Regions from separate parts of the Mus musculus genome. Here regions 2, 3, 4, 5, 6 and 7 are each linked to region 1. Evidence: chromatin contacts called from public HiCAR-type, HiChIP or PLAC-seq and promoter capture Hi-C data. All regions are on one chromosome and are shown on one strand. The core of a region is the stretch at or near the end of the contact, and the rest is flanking DNA. Distances in the headings are between cores, read along the strand shown. Region 1 holds the start of Ccng1 (cyclin G1). Region 2 holds the start of Ttc1 (tetratricopeptide repeat domain 1). Region 3 holds the start of Pwwp2a (PWWP domain containing 2A). Region 4 has its middle 32 kb from the start of Fabp6. Region 5 holds the start of Fabp6 (fatty acid binding protein 6). Region 6 overlaps Ccnjl (cyclin J-like). Region 7 overlaps Ccnjl (cyclin J-like).

Region 1 (4,408 bases), core at 1,317-3,816:
ACAACCTAACATTCAGACTTTAACGGAGATTTAACTTTAAATCTATGATGTGAATAGATGAGTGGAAATATCCAGTCTATCAAGAAAGGTTTTGATTGGGGCTAGTGTGGTGGCTCAGTGGGAAAGGCGGCTGATGACCTGGGTTCAATCCCCAGGATCCGTATTCCTGCAGTGGTCCTCATCTCTACATAATATTGCAGCATGGGTGTGTCCATATGCACACAAACACACACAAACATACAAATATATGTAAGACAGTTTTTAAGAAATTTCTATGTTTTTGTTTTTTGTTTTTTGTTTTAATTTTTATCTTTTGAAATGGTCTCACTGTGTATCCTTGACTGTCCTGGAAGTCACTATGTCTACCTGGCTGGCCTCGAACTCACAGAAACCTGCCTGTCTTTGCCATCCGAGTGCTAGGATTAAAGGCATTTCACCAGGCCCTTAATTTTATTTTGATTATTCCTCTGTGTAAGGGAGAGTTAGCTAGGAGGGCGTGTGTCTGCCCTAGTGTATGTGTGAAGGTCAGAGGACAGATTTGGGGACTTGGTTCATTCTCTTCACTTAAGTGTTCCAGGGACAGCACTCAGACTTGACTCTCTGAGGCCTGTGTAACAAGTACTCTCTGTGTTCAGCTACTTTGCTGGCTCAAGACAGTTTGTTACATAGAGCCAGCTTTCCCGCTACTGGAGTACTACAATTAATGGCTTGATGTTAAATTACTTTCTACTTCAGTATACAACTAATAAGTGATGTTTTACAAGTCTTCATTATGGAAAGGAAGCATTGCCACATTTGAAAGTGGTTTTTGTATACCAGCCCTAATCCAGAAATTTGATGGCTTTTTTTCCTTTTTATTAATTTGATGTGTGTGTGAGTGTGTTTGGTACATTTGTGCATGTGCCAGAGGAGGCTAGAAGAGGGCCTCAGATTTCAACTGCCCACCTAGCTGTTGGAACTTAATTTAGATTTTCTGGAAGACCAACATGCACTCCTAGCTACTGAGCCATTTCTCCAGCCCTCTGCAATTTGATCTCTTAAACACATGGAGCGAAATTAAGAGCTGAGATATTGTAACATAAACATACCTTCATTTTAGACAAGAATCTGTCCAGTAAATTCACAGCTAGGGAAAATGTCTCCGTGTCAAAGCCAAAGAACTGAGTTAGACTAAGTAGATCTTTTACTTCAAAGTCCCGTAATCTTGCAGTCATTCTGAGGCCATTATCATGGGCCGACTCAATTAGTTTCAAGCCGCAGACCTTTGGCTGACATCTAGACTCCTGTTCCAACAGGGTGTTCAGCTGGTGTAGCAGTTTCTGAGAGTCAGTTGTCAGTACTTCTATCATCTATAAATAGAACAAACCCAGAAAAGAGCATAAGAACCCTGCCTGGCTATCTCTGCATTGTGGCAAAAAGTGCTTTATAGTGCATGCCCCCTCCACCCCCCACCCCATTTCCATTACGTCTAAGACGAAGACACTGCAAAGCCAAGGTCTGTAAGTATTTTTACCTTCTCCCAGTAGGTCACATTCCTAAATTGTGAGTTTGTATAGGACATAAACTATGGCTTAAAAATTTTTTTTCTCTACTTAAGCAAAGACTTCTTCATTGTCAGTACATGCCACAAATAGATACTGCCCCACATGATACACCCAAACTAAAAGTCAAATGATAGTACATACTCTGCCATATATGTTAACAACGTGAACCTTAGTTCCTTACCTATGAAGTAGAAATACGATTATTACCTACAATCTCATAGCTCATAGATTGGGTAGCTTAAAAGGAGTCACACAAACCGCTTAGCACACAGGTGCCCATTTATTTCCAGGTAATGAGCTTATTTTTACACCTGTGAAATGAGGGTGACAACATCTGTTTCTTGGAGTGGCTGTGAATAACACACGATATGACTCAGTGTGGCACGGTGCTTAGCACTCAGTGCTCCGAATAGTCTAACGCCATTTAAAAACCAAAAGAAAAAGTTAGGTGAAGCTGGGGAGTTGCATTGGTGGAAGTATGCATTACACTTCCTCTGAGTCCTGGGCACAACCTAAGCCCTGGATACAGAGGACGATTCTTCCCTGGGCAGTTTAAAGATGTGACAGGAAGGTCGTCTTGGTGAGGAACCACTAACTCAGTTCAGGGGTGCAGGTTGGGACTGGGAGGCATGACATAGGAATACCGCTCCCGCTGCGCCTCTCTCTAGGCGCAGACTAGCCCGGGCTTGCGTTCCGGAGTGCAGGGTTCTGAGATCCACCCCATAGTCCCCTCTCACCTTGACAGCCACGTCTTCACCACGGTGACCACCCACCCCGGGCCTGCTCTCAGCTCGCCCCACGTCCCCGATCCGACAGGCCTACTAAGGGGACGGACTAGGGAGTGGGGGTCAAGTGAGCAGAGGCCCGGGGAGGGGCCGGCGTCCCGGTGGAGGGTCCCTCAGCGCCCTGACCAAGTACTGCCTTCCTCGGGGTCAGCGCGCAGCGAAGGACTGCGCCGGGCAGTGGGGGAACAAGCTGGAGACCTGGCTCTCTAGCTGGGACGCATCTACGTCGCTGATTGGTGTGGTTCTTTTGATGGATGGTCTCTGAGGAAGCTCGGCCAATCAGCGCACACTTCCCGTTGTCCAGACTTCAATTCTCCTCCCCTTTCGAGCCACGCCCGACTCTCGCAGCCTCTCTCATTGGAGCATTTCCGAACTGTCCTTCCTTAAGCTGCGGAACTGAGTGTTCAGTGCCAAGGCTTGCCCGGGCAGGTCTGGCCTCTATTAGCCAGATTGGTCTGGGTAGCGGACCAGAATGTACTGTGAGGGTTTTTGTTTTGCATTGTTTTGGTTTTTGCTTTTTTCCTTTTGTTGTTGTTCACTGCAGCTCAGTCCCCTCTTTCTAAAAACACAATGGCAAGTTAAAAAAAAAAAATGCTTTCGTTCTCTTTACAGATAATGAGATGGTAGGCTTCTCTATAGTGTTCTCTATAGGCTTCTCTAGAGTGTTCTCTCTGAGTTTTAGGAATCAGTTCATCGTTATCTTATTTTGTTTCTTGCAAAACTTCTCAGATGTTACAATGATGTCAGAGTATGTAGTTTCTTGGTCCTCTGCTAATTTTCTGAATTTGTTCTTGTAGCACCCTCATACTATCATCAGTGACTTAAAATGCCATATGTCTGGCAGAAAACAGCAAAGAACAGTGCCTGGAAAACCCCATCTGCAGTGAGCCGAATCTCAGGCTTCAGAATAGGGTGTGAAGGAACATTATTCTTACAAAATTAATCTCTATAAGCCTCTTCTCTACCAGGTTAACGGAAAAATAATTATCCTGAACTCTTGCTGGACTCCTTTCGGGGGTAGCGGGGAAGGGCATGTCCTCAGGAGCAATGCACAGAGAGTAGGTTCTCAGCTCGCATGGCTGCAGTGGGGGTGAGGGTGAGGAGTTGGGGTGGTGACGGTGGTGTTCAGGATTTTGTCCATTCCAGTACATCTCATGAAAATAAGAAAGAGCCAAGCCGGCTGGCCGTCCATAACGGTCATTAACTAGATACAAGTGATGTTTTATTTGAGACAGGGTCTTTATGTAGTCCAAGCTGTCCTGGAACTCCTTAGCTATGTAAACTAGGCTGGTCTTGAACTTAGAGATCCACCTGCCTCTGACTCTCCTAGTGCTGGGATTAAAAACATGCACCATCATGCCTGGCCTTTTCTCTTTAATTAAAAAAAAAGTTTTAGATTTTAAAATTATATCTGGGGGTGTTGGTGAAGTGGGGAATGTATGGCACAGGAATGTGGCTACCCTCAGAGACCAGAGATGTTGGATCTGGCATTTCAGGCAGTTAGCTGTGAGTTGACCAAGGAACAGTATTCATTTGGATCCCTGGTTCTGTAAATCTACAAAACCAGTAATTTATAAGTGCTCTGTGGTGGTGTGAATAAAAATAGCCCCCATAAGTTCATAGAGAGTGGCACTATTAGAAGGTGTGGCTTTGTCGGAGAAAGTGCTTCAGTAGCAATTGGCTTTGAGATCTCTGAAGCTCAAAATCAGACCTACTGGCTCATTTGCTCTTCCTGCTGCCTGTGAATCCAGAGGCAGAGCTCTCAGCTCCTTCTCCAGAACCATGTCTGCCTGCCACGCTTCCTGCCATGACAATAATGGACTAAACCTCTGAAACTGTAAGCCAGCCCCAGTGAAATGTTTTCCTTTATAACAGCTGCTGTGATGATTGTGTCTGTTCACAGCAATAAAATCCCAACTTAAGACATGCTCTAGTGAGCCATCTCTCTCCTCCCATTTTTTTTTTTTTTTCAATTTGGGTTTCTATCTTGGCTGCTCAAAAATAGGCAGGAGAAATGTCTTAATCCTATATAAGTGGGAAGATTAAGTGCTGGGAAGCATGTGGTAAATGGTAGCCTTT
Region 2 (4,408 bases), core at 858-3,357, 3.0 Mb after region 1:
TTGCATACACTAGCAAGATTTTGCTGAAAGGACCCAGATATGGCTCTCTTGTGAGACTATGCCAGGGCCTGGCAAACACAGAAGTGGATGCTCACAGTCAGCTATTGGATGGATCACAGGGCCCCCAATGGAGGAGCTAGAGAAAGTACTCAAGGAGCTGAAGGGATCTGCAATCCTATAGGTGGTACAACAATATGAACTAACCAGTACCCTGGAGCTCTTGTCTCCAGCTGCATATGAATCAGAAGATGGCCTAGGCGGCCATCAGTGGAAAGAGAGCCCCATTGGTCGTGCAAACTTTATATGCCTCAGTACAGGGGAACGCCAGGGCTAAGAAGTGGGAGTGGGTGGGTAGGGGAGTGGGTGGGGGAGCGTGTGGAGGACTTTTGGGATAGCATTGGAAATAAATGAAATAAATACCCAATAAAAAAAATATGGAAAAAAAAAACCCTTCTGTCTTTCACACCTAAACAAACTTCTACATATAACCCCGCCAAACACAGCTTGACTTTCTTTGACTGGGGAGTCATTATTTTTATTTATTTGTTTTATAAGTATTATTGGTTTTTTTGTTTTGTTTTGTTTTCTAGACAGGGTTTCTCTGTGTAGCCCTGGCTATCCTGGAACTCACTTTGTAGACCAGGCTGGCCTCGAACTCAGAAATCTGCCTGCCTCTGCCTCCTGAGTGCTGAGATTAAAGGAGTGCACCACCATGCCCGGCTTGTTTTTTTTTGTTTGTTTGTTTTTGTTTTTTGAGACAGGGTTTCTCTGTGTGACCCTGGCTGTTCTGGAACTTGTTTTGTTCATCAGGCTGGCCTTGATCTCAGAGATCCACCCTCCTCTGTCTCCCCATTGCTGGATTAAAGGAGTATGGATCATGCCTGTCCAAGGAAGTCATTTTAAAAACAGGATATCACCAATTGTGGTGGCCCATTCCTGCAGTCTCATCATTGGGGAGATGTAGTTAGAAAGATCAGAAGTTCAAGGCCATCCTTGGTTACACAGCAAATGTGAGGCTAGCCTGGGCTATGAGACCCTGTATTAGGCCCCTCCCCAGCCCCAAACTAGAGTATAATAAACTCACACTCAATGCCAATTATCATTTTAACTGATAGTCTTGCTGATCAAATATGGTATCAGACTTATACCAAGACTAACATCCCCACTTCCCACTGGTGTTGGAGACCGAATCTCAGACTTTGTGGTACATGTAAGCCATTTAAACAACTGAACCACACCCTCGATCCATACCCTAAATGAAAAGACTGATTTTAATGTGACTTTTCCACGTCCGGCAGCTTGCTGGATGGCACAAATTAGACAGAATCCAAAACAGCTGCAGGGGAAAAAAAAAGAAAGAAAGAAAGAAAGAAAGAAAGAAAGAGTTCTAATCTTTGTTCAGAATAAATGACCAAGTTGTCAACAGGAAACAATGAAGTCCGAATGGGACACTATCGCCACCGGGAGCCGAAGAATAAGTTTCTTATGGAGCCCAAGATGGCATCTGTGCCCAAATCGTGCTTATCATCGTAAGCAAATGCAAGCGGTATAGCTTAGGTAGCTAATTCTGGAAGGGGAGCCTTTGCGCAGATGTTTTCACAGGCATCCTCCAGGGACTCAGAACTCAGCCTTGGAAGAGCCGGTTCTCAACTCTCGCTGCGCAACCCTGCTGCCCAGATCCTGACAATATTGGTCTGCAGTCAGGTCAGAGCATCTCTGTTTTTTTAAAGTGACTCTGATGATTTTACGTTCATCCTATTAACCACTGCTGCTCTAGAAGCTGAGTCAGAACCTCTGCGGTGCCTGCCACCCCTCTGGTCGCAGCAAAACCACGCCAATGACCCAGTGTCGCGTTAAAGTCCGAATTCGTCCTAGCCTGTTAAAAGGAAAAGTTAAAAGGGAGGGTCAGGACTCGCAGGCTTCGCTTTTACTCGAGTGTCGCGTCCCTCCCGGCTATGAGTCAAGGTTAGAAAAGCCCCTCCCCGCGCGACCCCGCGCCTGTCCCAGGCCACAGTCCTCACCGAACGCCGCGAGACCCACGATGGGCTTCACAACCTCCCAGCTCCTCTCTCCACCGCTCCTGCCTCCGAGTCCTTCTACTTCCTCCTGAGTCAGGTGCACTTCCGGCCGCGCTGGCCAATGGCGCCATTGCTGGCAAAGCATTCTGGGAAATGTAGTGGCCAACTCGAAGAGAGTGAGCGGAAGTAGCTGTGTGACGTCACTGTACGGCTCAGTACTATGAGCCTCAGCTGTCATCTTGAGTTATGTCAAATCCTGCCAATTAGCACAAAGTAATTTTTCAAACGCGACTACTTGTGGCTTTAAAAACGTCTTTATTCTGGCGTCCCTCATGTTAGGAATGTGCATAAGAACCCGAAAACATCCTTCGTCCCTAAATAAACATTTCTTTCCAGTAGTTTCCAAAGTGCCTTTCAAGAGCTCTGTTAGGAGAGTAACAGTTTTCAAAACAGTAAATATTACACACTTTTTCCACTCATTTTCTCATGACTGTACAGCGCTTTCCAGAGGTTGTCTTCTGATATAGTGCAACAGAAGGAATACAAAAAGGGGTGAATTATTCTAGCTGTTAGGCAAGTCCGTCTATTTGTGAGCTAGACCTCCAGGCCTTCACCTGTCCTGTATTAAATCAGAGATTTGCAAAAAATTGAAACAATGCCATTCTTCTTGTGACAGGATAGCAAAGATGGAGAAAATTAAAAAGACATCGGAAAGGAAAGTAGCCTTTCATCAAGACTGGTTAAGTCTCTCCTAGGCTCAGTCATGAATTCCCACAAGGGGCTAGGAAGCATGACTTAGCAATTGAGAGCAATGACTGCACTTTCAGAGGACCAGGGTTCAATCCCCAGTACTCACATAGCAGCTTACCACAACTTTAACTCCAGTTCCAGGGCATTTAAGATCCTCTTCTGAACTTCATGGCCACCAGGCACACACATGGTAAACAGGCATACATGTAAACAAACACTCATGCACACCAGAAGAGTTAATTAGATAACAGTAAAGTTAAAAAAATTCCATAGAGTTATACAAAATTTCATAGACAGAAATACTGTTCCTTTGATTTATTTGTTTTTAAATGTAGATACTTTAAGAATTAACACAGAAGCTAGGCAGTGGTGTCACTTGCCTTTAATCCCAGCACATGGGAGGCAGAGGCAGGCAGATTTCTGAGTTGAGGCCAGCCTTGTCTAAAGAGTGAGTTCGAGGACAGCCGGAGCTATACAGAATTATTAAAAAAAAAAAAGATTTAACACTGAAATGAAACATAAGACATACCCATACCGCTGGGCTGTGGTGGCGCACGCCTTTAATCCCAGCACTTGGGAGGCAGAGGCAGGGGGATTTCTGAGTTCGAGGCCAGACTGGTCTACAAAGTGAGTTCCAGGACAGCCAGGGCTAAACAGAGAAACCCTGTCTCGAAAAACAAAACAAAACAAGACATACTCATACCCAGTGAAGCATGAGCCATATTTCTGACTCGTAATTTTCTGACAAATAAGGTTGTGAGATTGTGAGGGGCTAGGGAGATGAGAGATGACTTAGTGTGACAATAAGGCACTTGCCAGCAAGCTTGCTGACCAGAGTCTGATCTCCAGGAACATGTGGTAGAAGGAGAGAACTAGCCCCTGAATGTTGTCTTCTCATCCACACCTATATGTCATTCACACACCTTTATCCACCTCTCTCTATCTCTCCCTTTCCTGATAAATACTAATACTCAACAAAAGAAATGAAAAGTATACGATTCTGGTGTTATTTTCCATAGTTGTTTATGTAATTTGGTTCACTTGAAAAGATGAACTAATAGCAGGAGTTTTTCTTAAAATTTTGAGTAAATATTTACCGTGATAAAAGCATTGAAAAAGTATACCACGTATACCACATCCTTTATTGTTTGTTTGTTTGTTTGTTTTGTTTTTTTTTGTCAAACAGGGTTTCTCTGTATAGCCCTGGCTGTCCTGGAACTCACTCTGCAGGCCAGGCTGACCTCGAACTCAGAAATCTGCGTGCCTCTGCTTCCCAAGTGCTGGGATTAAAGGCGTGTGCCACCACTGCCCCATTTTCAAATCTCTTAAACAGTGTAACTTTAAAATCCACCAGAACAGGTATAATGGGTATAATCTCAGTGCTTGGGAGGTGGAGGCAGTAAGATCACAGAACTTTGTGGCCAGACTGGGTAGGTAGTCTGGGCGTAGTGAGTTCTAGGTCAGCTACGTCTAGAAAGTGAATAGCCATCTGAAATGCTAGCAAAAATGTATTTATATATTAGCTACCAACATCCCCCACCCCCCACGGGCCTGCTGTAATCCCAGCTATTTCCTTGAAGGTGAGATTGGAAGGTTGAAAGTTACAGATGAGTCTGCCTGGGCTATTGAGAGAGTCCACA
Region 3 (4,408 bases), core at 1,241-3,740, 2.9 Mb after region 1:
TAAAAGCTGATTACTAAGATACAGTCTCATTACGATAGATGCCCTAATTGGTTGTCTTAGTCAGGGTTTCTATTCCTGCACAAACATGACCAAGAAGCACTTGGGGAGGAAAGGGTTTATTCAGCTTACTCTTCCACATTGCTGTTCATCACCAAAGGAAGTCAGGACTGGAACTCAAGCAGGTCAGGAAGCAGGAGCTGATGCAGAGGCCATGGAGGGATGTTCTTCACTGGCTTGCTTCCACTGGCTTTTTCAGCCTGCTCTCTTATAGAACCAAGACTACCAGCCCAGAGATGGCCCCACCCACAAGGGGCCTTTCCCCCTTGATCACTAATTGAGAAAATGCCTTACAGTTGTATCTCATGGAGGCATTTCCCCAACTGAAGCTCCTTTCTCTGTGATAATAACTCCAGCCTGTGTCAAGTTGACACAAAACTAGCCAGTACACTGGTCTAGAACTTGCTATATAAACCAAGATGGCCTTGAACTGAGATCCATTTGTCTCTGTCTCCTTCACTAAAAACATGCACCATCATGCCTGGTTATTTTCACTACTTTTAGCTATTCATCTCTGTATGTCTGGGAGTAGGTTTGTGCACAAGGTAGCTAGAGGAGGGCATTGAATCCCCTGGAGTGCTGGAACCAACTATGATTCTCTGCAATAGAAGCACATGGTCCTCACTGCTGAGCCATTGCTCTAGACCCCCAGAACACAGGACTTCAAATGAGAGGGTTTGGGAAAGTCAGTGGTACACAGTGGTCTCTAAACAAACTCCATTTTCCCTGTGGCTGTAAAGGGAGATTCTGAATTCTCCTTGACTGGCATCTTCTATTGGACTTTTACTTTCCTGAGAACTGCTAAGCTTGAAATAGACAGAACGTTGGCTAATATTTGCTTATTGTCATTTTGTCTTTTCTATAAAAAAATACCTGGACTTATGACCGTGTAATTTATTAGCTAAACAACATTAGAAACCTTTTTGTCTCAGTTTTCAAATAAAATGGGTATAATAGCACTTGTCGAATTGCAAGGACCATGTAAGATTGTACTAGATATTGATATATAGTATTCAATTAATCTTTGACATTTCATTCTTCCCTCCACGTTGGTAAATATCTTCTTTCTCTTTTGTAGGTGTTTTCAGTGCCTCTGATTGCTCCTATTAGAAAGGACTGACTGAGGAACAATCTGCAAGAAATGAGTACAGTGGCTCCTTCTAGACTTAACAGATTTCAAATAGAATTGGTCTTTAAACGCAACACTTGGGAGGCAGAGAGAAGGAGGCCGATCTCTGTGAGTTCCAGGCAAGCCAGAAGTACATAGGGAGACGCTGTTTCAAAACAAAAACCCAAACCACAAAAACAAGGACCTTAGGACACTGGAGGGCTCCCCTAGCCCTCATCTTTTCTTTCTTGGGATGGGATCTCAGTTTGCAGTTGAGTCTATCCTGAAACTGTATTAAGTCTGGACTAGAATTTTGCCATTTCTGCCTGTGCCTCCCAAGAGCTGCCCCACCGGCAACTATGCCTAGATTTCTTTCTTTCTTTCTTTCTTTCTTTCTTTCTTTCTTTCTTTCTTTCTTTCTTTCTTCCTTCCTTCCTTCCTTCCTTCCTTTCTTTCTTTCTTTCTTTCTTTCTTTCTTTCTGCACACGGCAAGGAAGAGGGTAAGGAAAGAAAAGGCTTCAATAGTGAACTCTTTCCGTGGATCTAAGGACTACAGTCAATTTAGCATGCCAGTTGTCTGTCTTCTCGTTAGAATTTTCCTTTTTTGAAATTAGCAGGTTCCTAGAGTTTAGTCCTTTATATTTTAAAGAGTGAAACCAAGGAAAACACCGCTTGTGTGTATGCGGGAGCTCCTGTCATGTGGTCATGGAGAATGTCTTGTACATCGCCCTGTTTCCAGCACCTCGTAATCTGACTAGTGAATAGGCACCCAAAAAGTGTCTCAGGATTATTTTCGGAACTTTAGTTATCTTTCCCAACAGAAGCCTGTTGTGCCCACACTTGGCCACAAGCAAATCCAAGCCTAGAAATAACATTTATTCTAAGGATCTCTGCGCAAAGATTCTTGGGAAGTGGTTCCCTTTCTGCATTCTCCCGCTATTCCCCCCTTGGGGAGTCTTTGAAAGAACTGGCACGACTCGCGTTTTCTTCCCTTCTCCCACCTCCGAAGAACGGGCCGAGTAAGGGCAGGGGCATAAACCAATCCTAAAGCGGTATTTCCCCTACTAACCAATAGATACAGGCTGTAAGCACAGGGCGCCGCTTTTGCCATCCTTCAGCCCGCCCCTCAAACTCCTTTTAGATTCTCCACTTGACAACTCACCTGACCAATGGGAAGTTCCTACTCTGAGGGAGGGGGCGGGACTCAGCCCGCGACAGACGGCTCCTTCTGACCAATGGGTTGACAGAAGTGCGGAAGGGGGTGGAAGGCGGAGCCAATGGCGCGGTGCCAATCACGAGCATCAGGGAAAGGGCGGGACGAGAGTGTTAGCGGGAGGGAGGGGAAGGCCTCGGGATCCCAGCCGCGCTGCCGCCGCCGCCGCCGCAGCCCGAGTAGGAGGAGGGAGAAACCAGCGAGAAAATGGCGGCCGTGGCTGCTGAGGCGGCGGCGACCGCGGCGTCCCCCGGGGAAGGGGGCGCCGGCGAGGCCGAGCCGGAGCTAGAGCCCATTCCCGGCAGCGAAGCCGGCACCCCCCTCCCGGTCACGGCCACGGAGGCGGCGGTGCCGGACGGCGAGGCCGACGGGCGCCAGTCCGCCCCTCAGGCCGACGAGCAGCCGCTGCCGCCACCGCCGCCGCCGCCGCCGCCGGGGGAGCTGGCCGATAGCTCCGAGGCTGAGGAGGCGAAGCCGCCCGAGCCCGCGGCTGTCCCGGTCTCGCCGCCCGAGCAGCCTCCGGCCGCCCCCGAGCAGCCCGAGGACGCGCCGCGGCCGCCACCAGCTCCGGCGCTCGTGCCGCCGGCGGGCGGGGACTCGGCGGTGTCGCACCTCATCCCCGGCTCGGAGGTGCGGGTCACGCTGGACCACATCATCGAGGACGCGCTCGTCGTGTCGTTCCGCCTCGGGGAGAAGCTCTTCTCCGGGGTCCTCATGGACCTATCCAAAAGGTACCGTCGGCCCCCCAACTGCAAGCTGTCCGCTCCGCCGCGAGGGAGAGCGCGAACCCGAGCTGCTCCCGCCCCGCCCTCGGGTCCTGCGCGCCGCGCCGCTCTCCGCGTGGGGCGCGCTCCGCGTGGGGCCGACGCGCGCGGCCCCGGCCCCAGGTGTGCAGCTGGGGACGCGCGCGGGTGCAGATGGCTGGCACACCCCGCCTCCGCATCCCCAGCCCCCTGCGACCCTCTGGCTTGCGCACTGGGGCAGATGGGTTAATGCAAAATGCAGATGGATCCCCTAGAGAAACGGGTGCTGTGGGGGGGGGGGGGGGGGAAGAGGTGCTGCGGAGGCATCTCCCTGTCCTCAAATCAACCTTTAACTTTAGCGGGGCTGAAGAAAGGGGTGTGTGCTTTGGGCTTCCCAAAAGGTTACCTGTCAGTTGTTAAAAGAGGAAGAGCCTAGAGTTAATGAACCCTTTTTTAACTGTTATTAAGAACTGCTGGAAATAGTTTCTCGGAGGATCACTCTTTAATAAGGAGGTACCTTTTGCTAATTTTACTTATAGCTTAAAGAAATATTGGAGACGGGATAGGTCCCCTGTCTTTTGAACATTTACTACCCAAGTGGTGGGTTTACAAAGGAATGTTCGCATGACTTTTTCTTTGGCAGTGATAGAGATTGAGTCTCAAAAGATTTCCGAGACGATGTTTACAGTTAAATTTGTTTTGACTAGAAGGTTGAGTTCACCTACAAACCTCTGTCTTATCCAGTATATTTTCACCTTTTGATTTAAAATGTTCTGGGCACTGCTTTAAACAGGTAAAGAAGGTAATCTGCTTTCAGTCTAGAGTTAACCTTTTTATTCTCTTCTTTTGCAGATAGGAAGTGCAGAGACTCCCATTCATGGCTCTCCATTCTGTTTCCTGCAACAGCACACACACTCTGGTGTCTCACCTGTTTGGAAATGGCTCTGTGTGTTTGATGTGTTTATGTATTTCTCTTCTCTTCTTTTTTCTCTGTACTGGAGATTGAGCCTAGAGCCTCTGCATGCTAGGCAAGCATCCTGCCATCTAGCTACACACCCCCAGCTTCCTCCAGAGTTTCTTTGACTTTTGAGACATGGTGTGGGTTAGTTAAGTTGTCCATGCTTGCCTTGAGCTTGCAATCCTCTTGCCTCAGCCTCTCCCAAGTACTGATATGATAAGCATTCCCATCATATCCATATCCCGGCTTATGCTTTACTCTCAAATTCCTTGACCTCCTGTAAAGTTACAGGAATTTGTTCCTACCTGGAAACAGCTACTTAAAATTTG
Region 4 (4,408 bases), core at 1,186-3,685, 2.9 Mb after region 1:
AGAACTAACTCCTACAAGTTGACCCCTGACCTTTACAAGTTACACTTTACACTTACAAGCATGCTGTGGCACACACGAACCCATCTCCACAATAAATAAACAAATACAACAAATACAACAACAACAACAAAAGTGACTACAGTATAGTCGGCTGTGATGGCAGACATGCAATCCCAGAACCTCAGAGGCAGAGACAGGAGGATTGACGCAAGTGTAAGGCCAGCTTGGTCAATAAAACATTTTGGATCAGCTGGTGCCACATAGTGAAACCCAATTTCAACAAAAGGGATGTGTGTGTATATTTAATATAAATATTACACATAGTAAGATCCTTCTGACAGAACTTAGTTGTCCTGAATTCCCTCCCTGGAAATCTCTTTTTTTACTGGGTTTGGGATCAACTCCATGTTAGACAAAGACCTTTACCACTGGCCTAAACTCAAGAGCCTCTGCTGCCTAAATTCTAGGGTTATGGTCATACACCGTCATACCTGGCTTCGGGAAATTTATCAGACATGGAAGGAGGAGGAGGTTGACACTATTCCCAGACAGCCTAGCTCCTGCTCATCTCGGGGCTACTCCAAGACTCGTTCCATGGAAGACTTGTGTGACGACTCAGCCTTTGTTCCCTACACACCTCCTTGTCTTCTTGCCAGCTCTCCTTCAGAGGCTGAACGCCCCTGCTCCTCTCCGTAGCTTTCCATGCTGTCAGTTACCTGAGTATGGAATTAAATGTAGGATTCCCCTGTTGCTCTGCCTGTGTCTGCTTAACGCTCAGCTCAGCTTAGCCAAGGAACCTAGCAGGGAAGGGTTGTCATTTTCCACTTGCCTACCCCACCACAGTAGCTGCTCAGACACTTGCTTCTAACTTCCCCCTTCTTCTCTTCCCCTGCTTAAAATATTGGCAACTCCTTCCTCCTTCTTCTGCTTGCAACTGTGTAGGCTAAAAAGCAAAACAGACACTAAAGCACAGTCACTTCCTACGGGGCTTAAAATAACATCTTCATCCTGGCCTTCCAGCCGCCCTGTCTGGCTTATCTGGGTTTATCTGTTTTCTTCAGCCCTTGGTCACAGGCCGCTCCTGGCTATTGTTCACTCCCTTCCAGTCTCCAGTCTCCTCCCTTTACCTGAATCTCCCTGGTTCTTCATTCAATTGTCTGCTTATCTCCAGTCTTCCGCCTGGAGGATAAACCACCTAAGACCAGGAACCCCCTCTGACTTGTTCCTGGCTGTGGCCCCCAAACCTCAAACATTGCAGCCCTGCACCCCACCCCCACCCCCCCCACACACACAAACACACGTATGGGCTCTTGGGTGGATGAAAGAATCCATCGATCTTTCACAAGTCGGGCTCTGTTCTAAGCAATTTACCTGTGCCACCTGACAGAATCCTGAGGGGATGAGCTGCTATTTATGCAGGGGTAGACCTGGTCAAGGTCACACAGCTAGGAAGGTTGTACTGAAACCAGCCTGCTCCTCTAAGACTACATGGGCATTACTGTGGGCAGCTGAGCTCTATAGAGAACTCCCACATTGTGTGCATGAATGAATGAGTGAGCCGATTATACACACCTGCACAGAGTAGCCCGCTGGAATAAGCAACCTTTCCCGATCCAAGCATCTCTATGGGATCTTCTGGCAGGGGGTAGGGAGGAGGGTGTGTGTGTCCGCTTTTGACATTTGGAAAGGCACAACACCCACTAAAGCTGATCTGTACACTAAGTACTGGATTCAGAGGGTCTGTGGCTTTCTTTTCTGCCCCGTGCTTCCAGCACCACTAGCTGCCCAGGCCTGGGGATGGGCGATGGGGTGGGGATGGGGGGGCAGCACCCAAGGAACATTGTATCCTGGTAGCTGTAGGCTCTCTTCAGGGTGGCTCTGCTATCTTGTGAGAGTCCTATCTCTCTGGCTAGCTGCCATTCGCCTGGCAGCCCTAATGTCTTATCTCATCCATCATCGGGCTACACTCATCCAAGCTGGATCTCCGAATGAGACATGTGTGCCGAAGATGGAATGGCCTGGAGCCCTGGAGGGAATCGAACCCACTGTAAAGGAGGCCGGAGAGGACCAGAACTGCAGGCCTGATGTCTGAGTGGATCCCTCTCCGCTGAGGAGGGCCCACAGAGAGAGAAGGGGAGGGCAGGGCAAAGGATGGACGGAGGAGAAAAAGGAAAAGCGGCTGGGGCAGAGGAATAGAGGTGTAGGGTGTTGGTTTCCTATTGCAATTGAAATGTAGACTCCTCTGGTGCCCCGCCAGCTTCAGCACACCCCTGCCCCGCCCCCACCCTCACCCTCCACCAAGCTGACAGCCTAGGAAAGCAGGCAGGTTAGGGAGGTGATTTATTGCAGGCTCTGCTCCTTCTAACACCAGGCTCCTTGGCCTGGCTTCCCTCACCCTCACCCCAGCACTTCCGCGTAGGAACCGCCTGGGAAAGTCTGAGCTTCTCCCCGCCTAGCTGCCGCGGTGCCTGGTTTGCTTTCCATCCCAGCCTCTAGGGAGAGGAATTTGTGCTGTCGCCCCTCCCCCACAACCGTTCTGCTGAAAGTCAAGATGTAGGACTCAGGCTCCCCAGAGATTTTCTAGTCCAGCCCTCGGATTTTGTTTTGCTTTTTAATCTAAACAATTAAAAAATAATAATAATTGCCAACCTTAAACTGAAATAGATTGCCCTTAAAAACTGTTTTTCTGCCGGGCGTGGTGCCGCACGCCTTTAATCCCAGCACTTGGGAGGCAGAGGCAGAGGCAGGCGGATTTCTGAGTTCCAGGACAGCCAGGGCTACACAGAGCAACCCTGTCTCAAAACACAACCCCCCCCCATTGTTTTTCTGATGCTGGGTAGTGATGGAGCACACTTTTAACTCCAGTACTGAGGAGGCAGAGGCAGGAGGATCTCTCTGAGTTTGAGGCCAGTCTGGTCTACAGATCGAGTTCCAGGTCAGCCAGGGCTACACAGAGAAACCCTGCCTCCAAACCAAAACCAAACCAAACCAAACCAACAACAACAATAACAGAAGAATGAAAGAAAACAAGTACAGAAAAGAATCAAGTAACTGGATGCCCTGCTATGACCTAGCCTTGAAATCCACATTGTTATTTCCACTTTCGTCGTTGGTCTAAATGACTAACTAGCTGCTCAAATCCAACAGGGACATCAATGCCTGCTCCTGAATTTTTTTTTTTTTTTTCCGAGACAGGGTTTCTCTGTGTAGTCCTGGCTGACCTGGAACTCACTTTGTAGACCAGGCTGGCCTCGAACTCAGAAATCCGCCTGCCTCTGCCTCCCGAGTGCTGGGATTAAAGGCGTGCGCCACCACGCCTGGCTCTCCTGAATTATTTTTAATTAATTAATTATGCATTGTGTGGCTTGGGCACCGCGTTGCCAATGTGGAGGTCAGAGGACAGCTTACAGGAGTGTTCTCACCTTCTCCCATGGGTGCCTAGGGATGGGACTGAGGCTTTCAGGCCTGGTGAGTTGGTAAGTAATACTTTTCTTCACTGAGCTGCCTCTCTCTCTCTCTCTCTCTCTCTCTCTCTCACACACACACACACACACACACACTTTTGGCACCAGGTTTTAAAACTACTCCAGCACGAATATAAACTGAAAAGTCAGGTTTTCCTTCGACCCGATTCCTCCAGGGCCTGATTCCAGTCCCTAGCAGCAAACCCAACCTATGTCCTCTATGGCTTTTTAGATAGAATACATGCCCACCAGTACCACAGAGACACGAGAACTATAGAAGCACAAACCATACTCTGTACTCTGGTTGTTCAACTCCTGTTCCAGCCGCCAGAACCCAAGTACATTGAAGCAATGGATTCCCTTGGATTTGAGGTCCAGCCCTTGCCACAGCTCTCTGCAATGTAACCCAAGAGTCAAGGGTTCTAGTTCAGTAGCATCCAGGGCCTCCTGGATCTCACTCTCTGAATCCAGACACCAAATAGTCTGAAGAGCAAAACTACCCATGAAAACACACAGGCAAACCCAGAGCCAGGTGTGCTGTGGGATGCCTGTAATCCCCAGGCTGAGGAAAGAACTGGGTACAAGCAAGCTCTAGGGAACCCTGGGCTTCATAGAAAGACCCTGTTGACAAGAAGGGAAGGAGGGAGAGAAGAAAGGAAAAAAAGATTTCAAATAAACAACAGAACCACTCAAACACACACCCCAGTGAATTCATAATAAATACTGCTCTCTGGCCTTGCTGCCACGTCTGACAGCCTAAGTTTGATTTCTGCAATTCACAAAATAGAAGAAGAGAACCAACTTTCGCAAATTGTATTTTTACCTACCTACCTACCTACCCCCCCCCCCCCCACACACACACTTTAAAAACTAAATCTTGAGTGTTTTAATGTTAAAGTTTATCTAGGACTGACCAAGTTCTTATCTATCATGTATAAAACCCT
Region 5 (4,408 bases), core at 552-3,051, 2.8 Mb after region 1:
GGGGCTAGAGAGAGGGCTCAAGAGTTAAGAATACTTTCTGCTCTTACAGGGTTTGGATCCCAGCACCCACAAGGCAGTTTACAGCCATCTGTAACTACCGTTGTAAGGACTCTAGTGACCTCTTCTGACCTCTGGGGACTCCAGGCACTTACATACATGCAGGCAAACTCTAACAGATATAAAAAGATAAATAAATCTTATGACACACACCAAAGAAATAAAGACTCAGAAGAAAAAGTAGCCTGTCCACAAGGCCTTACAGGACAGAGGGACGGGGCTCCACTTTCAGGGCCACTCTGACACAGCAGAAGGACAAAGGACAAACACCACAAGAGGATGCCCGTGGGTCTCATGAAACTGGAACTGTTCTTCCTTCCTTTTTTTTTTTTTTTTTTTTGATAGTCCCAAGTGACCTGGACAGTGGATGACCTTGAATTTCTGGCCTTCCTTCCGCAGTCTCCTGAATGCTGGGATTATAGGCACTCACTACAAGGCCTAGTTTATGCAGTGCTGGTGATTGAAACAGGGCCTCAGGCATGCTAAGCAAACTGTCTCCCACCAGAGCTACATCTCATCCTTGACAATTGCATGGCCTCAGTGCTAGTGCACTGAAAGGTTGACAAGACCATCAAATCCACTTTCCCTTTGACACTTTGCAACTGACCAGTGTCAAAGGTCAACTCGAAACAGACCTTTTGCTGTCAAAAGGCAAGTAATAATGATAATAATAATAATAATAATAATAATAATAATAATCTGGTTTCTCTACCCGAAATAGTACAGTAAGGGAAGAAGAAAGTTTGTTGGTGAGCTATGTGGATTGTCTTGTTAAACATGGTTTCTGTATTAACTCCTTGGTCATCTCTCCCTAGCAGGATATAGTGACATCATTTATGACAGGGTTCTGGGTGTTAATGACCTCTGTCACTGACTTAGGTAAATCACTCTGAGGTGGCTCATCAAGAATATTGGGACAGTGGGCTGGAGAGATGGCACGTTTAAAAACATTAAAAAAAAAACCCAATTATTGGGACAGCCTTTGCATGTAGCAGACATTCAATAACTTTGAGCAGGATTAGGGATAAGGCTCGATTGACGAAACGCTCGCCTAGCATGAGTGAAGCCCAGGTGTGGTCACCAGCACTACATAACACAAGGTATGCATATGCCTGTAATCCCTCCCTCTGAGAGAGAAGCCAAGGAATCAAGATTTCAGCGTCATCCTCAGCTACATAGTGATTTTGAGGCCAGCTTAGACTGCATGAGACCCTGCTTCTAATAACAACAACAATAACAAACATTTGAACGAATAAACATCAGATCTCCACTTCACCAGTCACTACTATGTGGCCTTTAATGTTGATGAAACTTGTCTGAGACTCACACTTTCCGTACATGAATTAGAGATACTAAAATTCTCTAAGTCTTTTAAAAATCAAAGGATGTGTTACAGCTTTGATTATCTTTAGAGACAGAACAGAGTGTTTGCTCAGCAAAAGTCTGGGTGGGTGGATGGATGGATGGATGGATGGATGGATGGATGGATGGATGGAAGGATGGATGGATGGATGGAAGGATGGATGGATGAGTTCTGTCCTACTCTACCCCAAGAGTTTGGGTTCCTATCCCAGAGCTAGCTATAAGCAGCCAGTCCCAGGGAAGGGACACAAAGAAGCTCACTCACCCAGGCGCTTCATGAACTCATCGTAATTCTTCTCACTCTCAAATTCATATTTGCCACTGAAGGCCATGGTGCTGGAAGAGAGCTGGCAGCAGCGAGCAGCTAAGGAAGAAGGTTGGTCCTGAGGAGTCTGGAGTCCCAGCTTATAAACACTCCCAACTGCCAAGGCTCAGCCCCAAAGTCACCCCACTTCTCAGTCCTGCCCTAGCAGGGAGTTGCTTGATATTTTATGACGTGGGCAGGAGCCCCAAGGTTATTCACCTTAAGGAAAAACACCTACAATCCCACTACCAGTCCCAGTAAGGCCAAGGCCAGGACGGCCACAGAGTGTGGTCATTCACCTCTCTGCTCAGCCCCTCTCTGCCCATCCCTAAGCTCTCCTCAGCCTTCATTTACCAAGCTCTGTGCACTGAACTGTATATGGCAATCCAGAAGAACAAGGCATGAGCCTTTCCCAGGGAGCCCCCAGGCCAACCCTGACCCAAGGCACACAAGTGAAGTTTGTAAGCTAGATGTCTTATGTGCCACTTTACACATGGGGTTCCAGTCTTTGGGGTGTGGGGTGGCTTCTGGGTCACTTAAAGAAGCAATGCAAAATCCCTCGTCAGCATCTTCACCATTACTACTGTTAATGACAAAGTTTCGCCTGGGCACTGTGGACGACACCGATAATCCTGGTACTTGGGAGGCTGAAGAAGGTTTGTCATAATGCCAAGGAAAGAATGGGTCACAGAGCAAGATCCTGTATCAGGAACAAACCAAAAGCAAGCAAGCAAGCAAGCAAGCAAGAAAAAAAAAAACAAAAAACAAAAAACAAAAACAAACAAACAAACAAAAAAAACCCTCTCCTGTTCTGGGGTCTTCTCTCTGTGAAATCCCATCATTTCTATTCAAAGCAGAATTGACCACACTGGCTGACTCCCTACCTGGGACCAGGGGATAGTCGATTCTCTCTCTCTCTCTCTCTCTCTCTCTCTCTCTCTCTCTGTCTGTCTGTCTGTCTGTCTGTCTGTCTGTCTCTCTTATGTGTTTACACGTGTACCATGGTGTGTGTGTGTGTGTGTGTAGCCTGGCACCAAGTACCTTTCTCTACTGAGCCAGCCCCCTGACTCACTGCCTCCTGACCTGATGAAAAGTCAACTTTGACGCACACATAGCAGTCTTTAGTCTCCAATCCTAGAATTCCTTTTCCCGACAGGAGGTTTTCCACGTTCCTTTATGCCTTGCTTGTTTGCTTGCTTTTCTCATTCAAGACAGAGTTTCAGGTAGCCCAGACAGGCCTCAAACTCCTCACGTAGTCTAGGATGACCTGAATCTCCTGATCCTCTGCCTTACCCTCCCGAAATGTGGGGCTATAGGCACAGGCCAACATTTGATGTTTTTATAATTTTAACTAGCTCCATGCTAGAAAGCTTGCCTAGCTTGGGAATGGTCTATCTCCAGCACCACAGTCAACCAACCAACCAACCAATCAATCAATCAATCACATTCTGTTCTGTGTATAATTTACTTTCTATTGAGATCTTTGGATTGTTTTCAATCCTCTTCTGTCACAGTAAGTAATATTATTCGTACCTCTGTATATATGTCAGGTGATTAGTTAGGACTAGCTGCTAAGGATGGATTCGTAAGCAAGAAAGGGGCTCATATGACTAGGAAGAAAAAGACTCCAAGGGAGAGGGTAGGAAAGACGACAGAGAAGCATAAAAAGGGCAAATATTGGGGGCAAAGGGTACCATGGGGAGGAGGACAAGGAGGATGAGAAGAGAGTTCAGGGGAGGAGGGAAGGACCAATCAGAATGAAGTGCATAGGAAAGCCCCCATTATTTTTTTTAAGATTTATGAATTTATTATATACACAGTGTTCTGTCTGAATATATGCCTGCATGTTAGAAGAGGGTGCCAGATCTCAATACAGATGGTTGTGAGCCACCATGTGGTTGCTGGGAATTGAACTCGGGACCCCTGGAAGAGCAATCAGTGCTCTCAACCTCTGCGCCATCTCCCAGCCCGCCCCTATTGTTTGGTACGACAAATATGAGAAGACGAAAGGGATGGATTTCTGAGCATGCTGTTCCTGGATCAAACAGTCTGAGGCAAGGTGTGCACTGTGTAGAGCAGGCTGGGCTTGTACTCAAAGAGACCTGCTTATCTCTGACTCCCAGGTGTGAGGTTAAAGGTGTATGCCACTACACCACACAAAAAAATAGTCTCATATTTAAAATATTAATATCTAGAAGGGCATTGTGGTATATGCCTGTAATCTCAGAGCTTAGAAGACTGAGGCAGGAGGTTACCCAGAATTCCAGGATAGCTGGTGCTATAGAGTGAGACAATGTCTCAAAAAATAATAATTGATTAATTTAAAAAAATCATAAAACAGGGTCATCAGCAAGATGGCTCATAAGGTTAAGGCACTCACCACCAAGCCTGACGGCCTGAGTTCAATCCCCAGGCCCCACATGATAAAAAGAAAGAATGAATTCCAGCAACACTGCCGTTTTGCAGACATGTGCTATGACGTGTGTGTACGTGTGTGTGTGTGTGTGTGTGTGTGTGTGTGTGTGTGTGTCACACAATCAGAACAAGGTAACAAATTACCTCCCATATCCATATGAGAATTTCCCCTACAGAATAATAACAATGACAAAATAACACTGACAGTAATAGCTAACAGGTATTGGGCATTTGTGGCTGATCTTATTGACTCTCCGAAACGAGTTTGTG
Region 6 (4,408 bases), core at 968-3,467, 2.8 Mb after region 1:
TCTGCACTAAAAACCATTTCATTCTCAAGAGAAGTACGCCGCCCTGGTGGTGAGAGGAGGACTTGCGGCTGTATTTGTTGTGTTAACATCAGAGTTTTTAAGATTGGCTTTAGGAAGTATGTGTTGCCTCTCCCCTTTCACGTCTTAATTTTAATTACAAGCATTTTGATGTCTAGACAGGAAAAGGCTCCTCTTTGTCACCAGACATGGTGGGGTTTCTGGGACTCTTCTAGGAAAATCTGACATCTCCTGACTTGTGGGCACTTGTTAAAGGCAGGTTCCTGCCAGGATATTCCTGGACTCTGCAGGCTCATATCCTGGAATCTTCTATGAGAGTTATACTTTGCCACTTCTGGAGTCTCAGTTCCCTTCAGCGGTGCCTCACCCTCTGAGGAGCTAAAGATGTTTTTCCTCTGTGGGAGAGTGAGCTCTGTTTCTTGTGGAAATTTAAAAAACAGAAAAAAAAAACAATAAAAAAAAATAGAAGTGTCTTAAGGCTTCACTATATTCCCTCCATCATCAGAATGTGGAGGTGGAAGGTGAGCCTTGTGTGGTAAATGGAATCACTACTGATTGTTGAGAGTTTATGTGCTATGTGAAGCTTTCTAATTTTTATACATTGTTACTCAGTTAATTCCCAAACAAATCCTAAGGAGATAGTCGCTATTTCCCTACTTAAACAGAGGTAGAAACCAAGGCTCAAGACATCAGGAACTTTTCTAAAAAGGACAGAAGAAAGGGGGACCAAGCAGGTGACTTGAAATGGCCTGGTAGGTCTGGGCTCACAGCTGCAGCCTTTGCCATTCACCTCTGTGCTTGGTGGTACCAGGAAGACACAGGTCAGCAGACAGGTTGTGCAGGCTCCCCAGTCCTCCCCTTCCTGAGCCAAAGACCCACATTGACTGAAAGATTGTGTCAGCCCTCAGGACTGTCCCTGTGTCAGGAAGTGGCTCTCCGTAACTCATAGCAGTGGCCGTGTTGCCTCTCTTGTTCCTTGTTTCTGCTCCCAGCAGAGGTTGGAACAAAAGATCCAGGGCCTCTGGTTTCTACACCTTTGGCCCTGCAACTTGGTTTGCTGTTGTTCGGTACCAGAAGCCCCATCAGACCCAGCCCGTGTGAGTGGGAATGGGCGTTATACTCAGCAGTCACTAAAGGAGCTTGATTCATGCCAGGACCCTGCTCTCCCACACAAAGCCCTTACCCCACCCTCGCCCTGGTGCCAGCCACGCATGTGACAAATGTCTCCTATCGCATAATCCTGGATTTCAGTCCCTAGAGTTATTTAGGTCACTTATAAAGTGGGACACAATGGAACCAGGGATTGGCTCAGGCTACCCTATGAAGTCATCATTCCTATTTCTGCATCCTGAGGCAGCGACGTCCTCGCAGTGAGAAGGGAAGCCTGTGTGTGACCCAACTGGCCAGATGCCACCACCAACCCTGGGAGGCATTTCCACAATTTCCTCTTGAGGAAAACAGATACTCACAGCCTCTCGGCTCCGCCCTAAACGGGCCTCAGGAATTGATTCCGGCCATCGGAAGTGTGCTGGCTCTCATTCCTCCACCCATCCGTCCGTCTGTCCGTCCGTAGGTCCATTCATGCATTATTTATCCTGCCTGCCGTAAGCACACACTGGAGACAGCCATCGACTGAGTGCCTTTGCTCTTCAGAGAGATGAGGAAGAGGAAGGGAGCTTTCTCTTTGTTATTAAGGGAGGAGGCAGTCCAGCCAGGCAGGGGTCTCAAGTCCACCTTCATGCCAGATGAGCTCAAAGCTCCAAAGCTCAAGGACCGTGGTACTGAAAGTTTGTCCCTCCAGGATGATCCTAGTTTCAACATCTTCCCAGAGACCAGAGATCTTGTACCCAGCTGCAGCAGGCCCATAGGAACAGTGGGGTTGGGGGCTGCCTGGTCCCCAAGCTCTGTGGCTGTCACAGCTGCCTTTCTTTCCCACAGAGCACAGAACACTGATGTAGAGGGCCCTTTTTCTCTTTGTCCCTGGCTCTCTGACTCTTTATCAAGGTATATCCAGAAATCCATCCTTGTACCTATAACTGAGGATGCTGCAAATTCTGGATGAAGCAGGATCTAGAAAGAGCTCCATTCCCTGTACACGAACCCAGCATGCCACCTCAACTCATCTCATTATTCCCATGTCACAGGCCAGGGCCAGAAAGCATAGGCCCAAGAGGCTGAGACTAAGCCCAGAGTATATGGCAGTGACCTGGCTGAGGCTCTAAGGTCTTGTAGTGTGCATGTCTTCAGTGTGTCCTGACTGCTGTGCTATGCTATGTGGTGAACAGTGTCTTCAGAATGATGTCCTCAAGTGGTTTCTGGGCTAGTGTCTGATCAGCTTTTCAGCCATATTGCTCCATCTGTGTCCCAGTTCCTGGAAAGAGACTTCTTGTTCCCTGCCTTGGGGAAAGAGTAGGAAGTACCCTCCCTAACTGCCACCATTAACAACAAAAAGGCTGGTGTTGGCTGTGTGTGTGTGTGTGTGTGTGTGTGTGTGTGTGTGTGTGTGTGGTTTTTGTGTGGTTTTCAGGTGAAGGATACCTTCACCTGAATGTATCTTGGTAGTCTGCCACACTTTTTATTTAAATTCTATTGTTCATAGAAAGAGCAGCTTCCTGTTGATCACACAGTTTTCCCTAGAAAAGCCCTGGAATCCCATCGCTCATCAGCATAAGGGAAATGGAAGAGGAAAGTGTTTGTGGAGCTCAGGGTGGTGACTAGACAGGAAGAGGCTGCAGTTGGCCTCACACCCAGGCCTATGGGAAACCTACACCCACAGTCATCCTCAAAAACTGTGGGTTGCCTTGGGACCATGTATATGAGGTTCATGCTTGTGATATAGAAAGTTCTAGACTTTAAAACCATTTGCTCATTTATGAAAAACAAACAAACAAACAAAAACAAAACAAAGCTATCTGCTGAGTACCATCCTTAGGCCAGAAGCTGCTCTCTGCTCTCTGGTGGTTTTCATAGCAGATGTGAAGCGAGCAGCCAGGGTTGATCCTTCTTGGATGCAGGGTAGCCAGGTTGGGGGGCAGAGAGGGAGAGTGCCTACTGCATAGCAAGTGGGGCGCAGCAAAAAACCAAGAATCCACCTCCCATAAATGACAGCTTGGTGGACAGATTCTCTCTCTGTCTTGTGTGCTAACCACTGGATGGAAGCAACCCCATCCCTGAGGAGACATGAGATCTGGGGAAAGATTCAGAGCCAACACTGCTCTCTGTCTCAGTTCTATCCTCTGGGCATTGTAATTACCAACTGGCCGAGTTCAAGGTGCCATAGATAAGGAAGGAGGCTGGGACTGCAGCTTCCACTCTCCCAACCCAGTACAGCCTGCGCAGTGGGATGAAGCTGAAGGTGCCCTGTGTTGGAACGATTTCTATTACTTTTAAGAAGAAAATATCTTCTGACATTAGCTACCACACTAGCAGCTCATCTGTGCCCAACTGACAGGACTCCCTGGTACAAAAAAATAAAATAAAATAAATATCATATTCTGGAAATAATACAGCAGCAGCTGCTACCGCTGACGGGCACACCCCGAGTGTCAGGGGTTCCTTTGTCTGGTATATTCCCTGGGATGTCCCTTGAGCCTTCTCCGCTGCCCTGTGAGCCATCAGCTTAACTGCTCAAATTCACACGAAGGTAACTAAGTGGGCATAGGAAACTTGAGCCTCAAGGGAGGGTGTCTTCCAGAAACTCTCTCTGGTCACTGGGTCCACTGCCATCAATAAAGCTGGCTGTGTTGTCCTGGTCCTGATGATCACATCTCTCTGCTCTGAGGAGAGAGAGAGAGAGAGAGAGAGAGAGAGAGAGAGAGAGAGAGAGAGAGAGAGAGAGAGAGAGAGAGAGAAGACAGGGAAAAAAAAGAATTGATAGCTCAGGGATTTCTTGTTAGCTGCCCTGCTTGGCTGCCACTTCTGGCACTCTGACCTCACCCTCCCTGGCAAGGGCTGCTGCAACCTGGTAAGGGGCTTTCCACCCAAGTCCCCTGCAGGAGAGACAAGAAAGCTCTTTACCTGTGGTGAGGTTCCTGCCTCTGCTACCTGGTGTTTCCTACACTTATCTAGAAAGCTGTCAGGATTCACGTGGACATGAGGCAAAGCCAGCAGCAGCTTTCTGTCTCTCTAACCCAGCTCGCCTCTCTTGTCCTCATCACCACCACACCGGTCAGGAGGTCACCAGCTGCTATAGTTCTTCCAGGAGACCACTGAGTCCCGACTCCTGATCCAATTATGGCTCTTGTACTCAGATGAGGGCAGAGAGGTTTGTTTTTTTTTAATGGAGACCAGCGTTCCGGATGACAAGTGGATCTGTTTTCAGAAGCATCGCCAGCTCTTGCTGCTTTAAAACCCGTTTCTTTTTTAGCCAAGAAACTCTGGCCCACTCTGA
Region 7 (4,408 bases), core at 1,112-3,611, 2.8 Mb after region 1:
CTGAAGAAAGTAATGCAGACCAGGACACTGACGGTGAAAAGTGGGTGTGTCACTTCCGCCCCGATAGAGGAAGCCAACAGAGACTGGATGCACACGTCACAGTGCACTGACCTTCGGATGCCAACGTTTCAAGGCATCTTTGACCTAAGTAACTACGGTGATAGCTGCCTCTGAGCTGCCGTCTTGTGAACCTGCACTTGGGTCTGGCCCTGCACAATGCCGGCACTTCTGAGACCGACACAGACATCAAAGAGTTTGACATTCTACCAAGGGAAGGGTGCCGGAGGGGGTGGGGCAGATATCGGGATCTTTGCAGACCTGGCCAAACATCCCCACTGCCAATAAGTGTGACTCTGTGAGGGCTTCGTGCAGGTTGTGATGCACATGTCCTTACTTGTTCCTTAGTTCTCTCCCTCTGGAGAGCCCCCAGGCAGAGCCGAGGAGCAGCAGAAACAGTGGTTCCTTTTGTATCTATTTTCCCTTGTTTTGTGTGAGCACTTGTGTGCATCTGTGTGTGTGAGTGCAGATGTGTACACTGTGTGTGAAAGTCAGAGAACACCTTTGCAGCGCTTGGTTCTCAAGTTTTTGTAATGTGGGTCACAAGAACCATCAGAAACGGTGGCAAGCATTTCTACCTTCGGACCTAGCTTTCTCACTGGCCCCAGGAGCAGTGGCTCTAAAGCCATCCAGCCTGACTTGACATCACCATCTCCCCTTCCTGTCTCAGAAATGCTGCTCCCACGTCATAGCAGGGAGGTGTCCCTCTTTGGGCAGTAACACCCCTACATTGGCTACCCAGAGAAGGATGCGGGATAGCTAAGGGAGCCTGAGGGGAAAAGGGAACACAAAAGGCCAAAGGCACAGGAAGGATTTCCCCCCAGACATTCCATTCATTTAGCCACACATGCCTTCACCGGTTCAATAGGTGTTCATTAGCCCTTACTGGCTGGACAGTGGATGGCTGCATTTCATGAGATGGAGGGAATTCAATGACTAACACTTTGTTTGAAATACCTGCTGGTTGTGAGAAACTCCTGAGATGCCGTCATATGGGACAGAGGTTGGGGTAGGTCTCTCTAAAGAGCAGTGGCAGAACGGAGAAGGGCTGAAGGAAGAGAAGCAGTCCAGACTTTCTAAAATCAGGGCTTACCACACAACATTGCCACGAAATGCTATGCAGCCATTGCAAATGTTCAAGGAGCCCTCATGAACAGGAAGCTGTTGTGCGATCCTCTGTCCTGAGAGTTGCATGAAGAAAACTTAGGGGATTCACTGTGTTTTGCTGTGAATTTCTCTGAATCAGAAATCAAGCATCATTTGGGTATTCCAGTGAAAAGCTGGAGAGATGACTCAGTGCTTAAGAATACTTGCTGAGCTTGAAGAGGACCCAGGTTCAGTGCCCAGCATTCACATTGGGTGGCCTTCAGCTGCCTTTTACTCCAGTTCCAGGGCATTTTACGCCCTCTCTGGTTTCCAAGGGCACTGCACAGAAATGGTGCACATAAACTCATGGAGGCAAACCCCTGCATACACATAGAACAAATACGACTTAAACTTCATCCTTGAACATAAAACTTAACTAAGACACTGGCTGCTGTGCACACTGTAGAAGGGTGCAATGGGTTGCTCACTGAGCAGGGCAGCTTCACAAATAAAGAACTGATTGAAGGGGCAGGGGAGAGAACCTTTGAGTTTGGCTTCAATAAAGGAGAGACCTGGTTCCCTCCACACCTTTTCTTTTTTTTTTTTTTTTTTGAGCTTGAAATCTGGTAATTGAATTATAAAATTATATTTTGATTTTTTTTTTAATTCAGACAATGTTGAAAAGTTTGAAGGCAAACCCATGCAAAATATTGGCCTACTTCAGCCCCTGCCCAGATAAGCTCTGTGAGCGTTTTGGTGTGTCATAGAAAAAAAAATTTTTTTTAGTCAATGGTAAATATTAAAAAAACAAAACAAACAAACAACAACAACAAATCACAAACAAACAAGGAAAAAACTGCCCTGATAACAAGAGCAGGCTTTTATAAGGTGCATCTCCTTGAATTCTGATGACCATGGCCATCTGTCCCTGGACTCCATCTGCCCATCCCTACATGCACCTGGGACAGAAGGCACTCCTGCCTGGCTCAGGTGATAAGGGGCCAACATCTGGGGAGTTGGGATCCTCAGGAAGCCCCTTCCAATTTGTCCCTGTTGTCTCCTCCCTCCTGCAACCTTGGTGCTGAGAGGAAGGTCACTCTGCCTGGCAGCCTTCCTGCAGCCCACCCTGCCAAGCTGGTGGTTGATGCCTGCCAAGCGCCTGTCTGATCTTGAGAGAGCTTTGCAAGCCGCCCTGGGCAGGCTGCTCCTTTGTCCCTGAAATCCAGGCCACTCGCCAGGGAGGCCTGCTTCCTGTACTCAAGCTGCTGCGGCCCTGGAAGGCTTAGGTCAAGAGTGCTTGGGGAATGAAGAATGTGGACCCTTAGGGCAAAGCCCCGTAATGAGCGCCTCTCCCCCGCTAATTGGGTTAGCCATGTAATCAGCTGGACTTCCAAAGTTAAACAGGGCAAGCAAGCTGCAAGCCCTGAACTGCTGTTCCTATGACAAAGTAGCACCCTTTTCTGGGGTGGGGGCATAGAAAGAAGCCCAGGTTCAACATGACTAATTCTATTTGGTTTGGGGACCCTGCAGAGCAGGCTAATAGGCAGTTGTCCTTTTCACCAGAGGCCTCCTTAGTCCCAGCTGTCCACACACCCCAAGGTAGAAAACTTTGTTCCATGTTACGCAAAGTAAGTTTCCTTTACTTTGAAAGCACTCTAGCCTTCCGCTAAGCTCTGGGCCTCAGATAAACCCCTGCTTATCTGCAGTTTGATTACTCAGTTCCCGGGAAGGACCATTCTCCATTCTCACTTGGATGACTGGTGTGTGCCAAATACGTTACATTTACAGCAACATGACCCGTATTTCTCAGACAAGGTCACTAAACGTCAGAAATTCCTACCCAAAGTGAGTAAATAGTAGAACTGAATTTCCCAGCCAAAGCTGACTTCACAGCTTCGTTGGAGCTGCTACCACACATCAGGGAGTTTTTGAAAACAAAAGAAAGACAGCCGTTCTTTTTTGCTCAACATACATTTTCCAGCACCTGCTTGTGTGTCCGCCATTAAATTGGGTGTGGGGCAAACTGTATATGTAGCATCTGGCCTTGGCTCTCTGGAGTCTGCCTTTCAGTGGGAAGACACATAAGTAAGCAGAATTTCAGCCATGATGAACAAACACCGGGAATGTAGGTCAGTGGGTCATGTGCTTGCCTAGCATACAGGATCCCTAGCGTCACATAAGTGCGTGGTTGCACACACTTGTGATCCCAGCACTTGGAAGGTAGAAGGAGGAGGATCAGGAGTTCAAGGTCACCTCTAACCACATCTTGAGTGGGGGCCCAAGATGAGCTACATAAATACACTTCTCCAAAAGAGGGTGGGGGACAAGGAAAAGGAATAAGCAGAATGGGAGGGTCGAAAGAAATGAGAACCCCACTTGGTACAATAGAAGTCAGGAGAGTCTCCCCAGGAGTCAAGATGAAGCAGGGAAAACGACCCAGGGACAGTTGTGGTTGTCAGGATCTTGTCGGCCTGCACATAGTCTTTGCTAAGAAGCTCTCCCCTCGCCTGCTCCTTGGCATGCTCTGCCACCTGTTACCTTTTCCTGCATCTTTCTCTGTGCTTTCCTATCCAGAAGCTGCCCTGAGTAAAAGAGCCTTCCTGTGAGAGGACACGCAGGGCACTCCCTCGCTCACTCGCTCGCTCACTCCGGGAGTCTTTTTTTCTTACTTGGCAAGAGGGAGGGAACTGGAAGGTGCTGAGCTTGGCTGCTTTGAGTTGTGAGGGAGGGAAGCCAGGGCCTCGCCTATCGAACTTGTGCCTTGTGGCTGCGCTGCCCTGACCAGGGTAGCATGGTCAGGGCAAAGGTCACTTGGCAAAGGCTAATACGGCAGCTGCAGCCTGACCAACTGCGTGGGCTGAATTTAGAACTCCGTCCTTAGAGGAAATACCCAGGCAGATGCTGAAGGCTGGGAGGGATGCTCAGGAGGCTACAAGGCCAGGGCAATCTCTGCTCCTGCCTGTCTGGCTTGAGCCCAGGTCTGGGCTGGTGCAGAGATCTTAGGGAAGGCTTCTCAGGCAGGTAGAAACCCTACTCTAAACCTTTCTATGGCTCCTCATTTTCTCAGGACAAGACAGATTTCTTAGATCCTACAAAGCTGGTACCCTACCCACCTTCTCAGTCCGCTTTACCTAAATGCAGCCTGCCTGGCTCTTTTTCTTCCTAATTTATTTATTTGCTTACTTTACATGCTGACTGCAGTCCCCACTCCCTCCTCTTCTCCCAGTCCCACACTCATACCCCTCCCCATTTCCTTTCCCCTTCT

Evidence for each region. Promoter capture Hi-C pulls out the DNA fragments that hold promoters and counts their contacts. HiCAR-type assays count read pairs that join an accessible place to other places. HiChIP or PLAC-seq counts read pairs in DNA pulled down with a chosen protein or histone mark. Capture Hi-C pulls out chosen DNA fragments and counts their contacts.
Region 2: a contact with region 1 is called in an H3K27ac HiChIP or PLAC-seq map of embryonic stem cells, with 19 times the contacts expected there. The contact joins the promoter of Ttc1 here to the promoter of Ccng1 in region 1. A contact is called at or near these places in 11 of 39 promoter capture datasets (the 3T3-L1 cell line, 3T3-L1-derived adipocytes, cranial neural crest and 7 more), 5 of 115 datasets of contacts at active chromatin or transcription factors (acute myeloid leukemia, embryonic forebrain, embryonic stem cells and 2 more) and 1 of 9 other capture datasets (adipose tissue).
Region 3: a promoter capture Hi-C map of liver shows a contact between it and region 1, with 6 times the contacts expected there. The contact joins the promoter of Pwwp2a here to the promoter of Ccng1 in region 1. A contact is called at or near these places in 12 of 39 promoter capture datasets (the 3T3-L1 cell line, 3T3-L1-derived adipocytes, cranial neural crest and 8 more), 2 of 484 Hi-C or Micro-C datasets (Th1 cells and pre-B cells), 5 of 115 datasets of contacts at active chromatin or transcription factors (astrocytes, embryonic hindbrain, epiblast stem cells and 2 more) and 2 of 9 other capture datasets (adipose tissue and liver).
Region 4: a contact with region 1 is called in a promoter capture Hi-C map of hippocampal neurons, with 7 times the contacts expected there. The contact joins the enhancer-like site here to the promoter of Ccng1 in region 1. A contact is called at or near these places in 3 of 39 promoter capture datasets (cranial neural crest, embryonic stem cells and hippocampal neurons) and 2 of 115 datasets of contacts at active chromatin or transcription factors (extraembryonic endoderm stem cells and stem cell-derived neural progenitor cells).
Region 5: a promoter capture Hi-C map of stem cell-derived epiblast-like cells shows a contact between it and region 1, with 5 times the contacts expected there. The contact joins the promoter of Fabp6 here to the promoter of Ccng1 in region 1. A contact is called at or near these places in 7 of 39 promoter capture datasets (embryonic stem cells, frontonasal cranial neural crest, hippocampal neurons and 3 more) and 5 of 115 datasets of contacts at active chromatin or transcription factors (astrocytes, differentiating embryonic stem cells, embryonic forebrain and 2 more).
Region 6: an H3K4me3 HiChIP or PLAC-seq map of forebrain shows a contact between it and region 1, with 17 times the contacts expected there. The contact joins the enhancer-like site here to the promoter of Ccng1 in region 1. A contact is called at or near these places in 5 of 39 promoter capture datasets (the C10 cell line, cranial neural crest, hippocampal neurons and 2 more), 3 of 115 datasets of contacts at active chromatin or transcription factors (acute myeloid leukemia, embryonic stem cells and forebrain) and 1 of 9 other capture datasets (embryonic stem cells).
Region 7: a contact with region 1 is called in a HiCAR-type map of astrocytes, with 9 times the contacts expected there. The contact joins the enhancer-like site here to the promoter of Ccng1 in region 1. A contact is called at or near these places in 4 of 39 promoter capture datasets (the C10 cell line, cranial neural crest, hippocampal neurons and 1 more) and 5 of 115 datasets of contacts at active chromatin or transcription factors (astrocytes, embryonic hindbrain, embryonic midbrain and 2 more).

The regions. Positions count from the first base shown.
Region 1 is chr11:40,752,720-40,757,127 of GRCm38.p6, forward strand. Ccng1 (cyclin G1) reads right to left here and starts at 2,567. Exons shown (of 6, transcript NM_009831.2): 1 at 2,282-2,567; 2 at 1,089-1,349. The coding sequence starts at 1,349.
Region 2 is chr11:43,745,901-43,750,308 of GRCm38.p6, forward strand. Ttc1 (tetratricopeptide repeat domain 1) reads right to left here and starts at 2,108. Exons shown (of 8, transcript NM_133795.2): 1 at 2,022-2,108.
Region 3 is chr11:43,679,508-43,683,915 of GRCm38.p6, forward strand. It overlaps Pwwp2a (PWWP domain containing 2A), which reads left to right and starts at 2,491. Exons shown (of 2, transcript NM_027557.1): 1 at 2,491-3,109. The coding sequence starts at 2,586. Gm34963 (a long non-coding RNA gene) reads right to left here and starts at 2,557. Exons shown (of 2, transcript XR_388594.3): 1 at 2,328-2,557.
Region 4 is chr11:43,631,841-43,636,248 of GRCm38.p6, forward strand. No RefSeq gene overlaps it. Among named protein-coding and RNA genes, the nearest start is that of Fabp6, 32 kb to the left of the region's middle. Within about 2 kb of position 2,436, at least 117 of the 459 cell types and tissues checked have an H3K27ac peak or open chromatin away from gene starts, as enhancers often do. A contact at or near this core is called in embryonic stem cells, extraembryonic endoderm stem cells and hippocampal neurons, where this site is marked.
Region 5 is chr11:43,599,761-43,604,168 of GRCm38.p6, forward strand. It overlaps Fabp6 (fatty acid binding protein 6), which reads right to left and starts at 1,802. Exons shown (of 4, transcript NM_008375.2): 1 at 1,685-1,802. The coding sequence starts at 1,751.
Region 6 is chr11:43,568,439-43,572,846 of GRCm38.p6, forward strand. The region is part of intron 3 of Ccnjl (cyclin J-like); the gene reads left to right. Among named protein-coding and RNA genes, the nearest start is that of Fabp6, 31 kb to the right of the region's middle. Within about 2 kb of position 2,218, at least 72 of the 459 cell types and tissues checked have an H3K27ac peak or open chromatin away from gene starts, as enhancers often do. A contact at or near this core is called in acute myeloid leukemia and forebrain, where this site is marked.
Region 7 is chr11:43,545,995-43,550,402 of GRCm38.p6, forward strand. The region is part of intron 2 of Ccnjl (cyclin J-like); the gene reads left to right. Among named protein-coding and RNA genes, the nearest start is that of Ccnjl, 19 kb to the left of the region's middle. Within about 2 kb of position 2,362, at least 102 of the 459 cell types and tissues checked have an H3K27ac peak or open chromatin away from gene starts, as enhancers often do. A contact at or near this core is called in astrocytes, where this site is marked.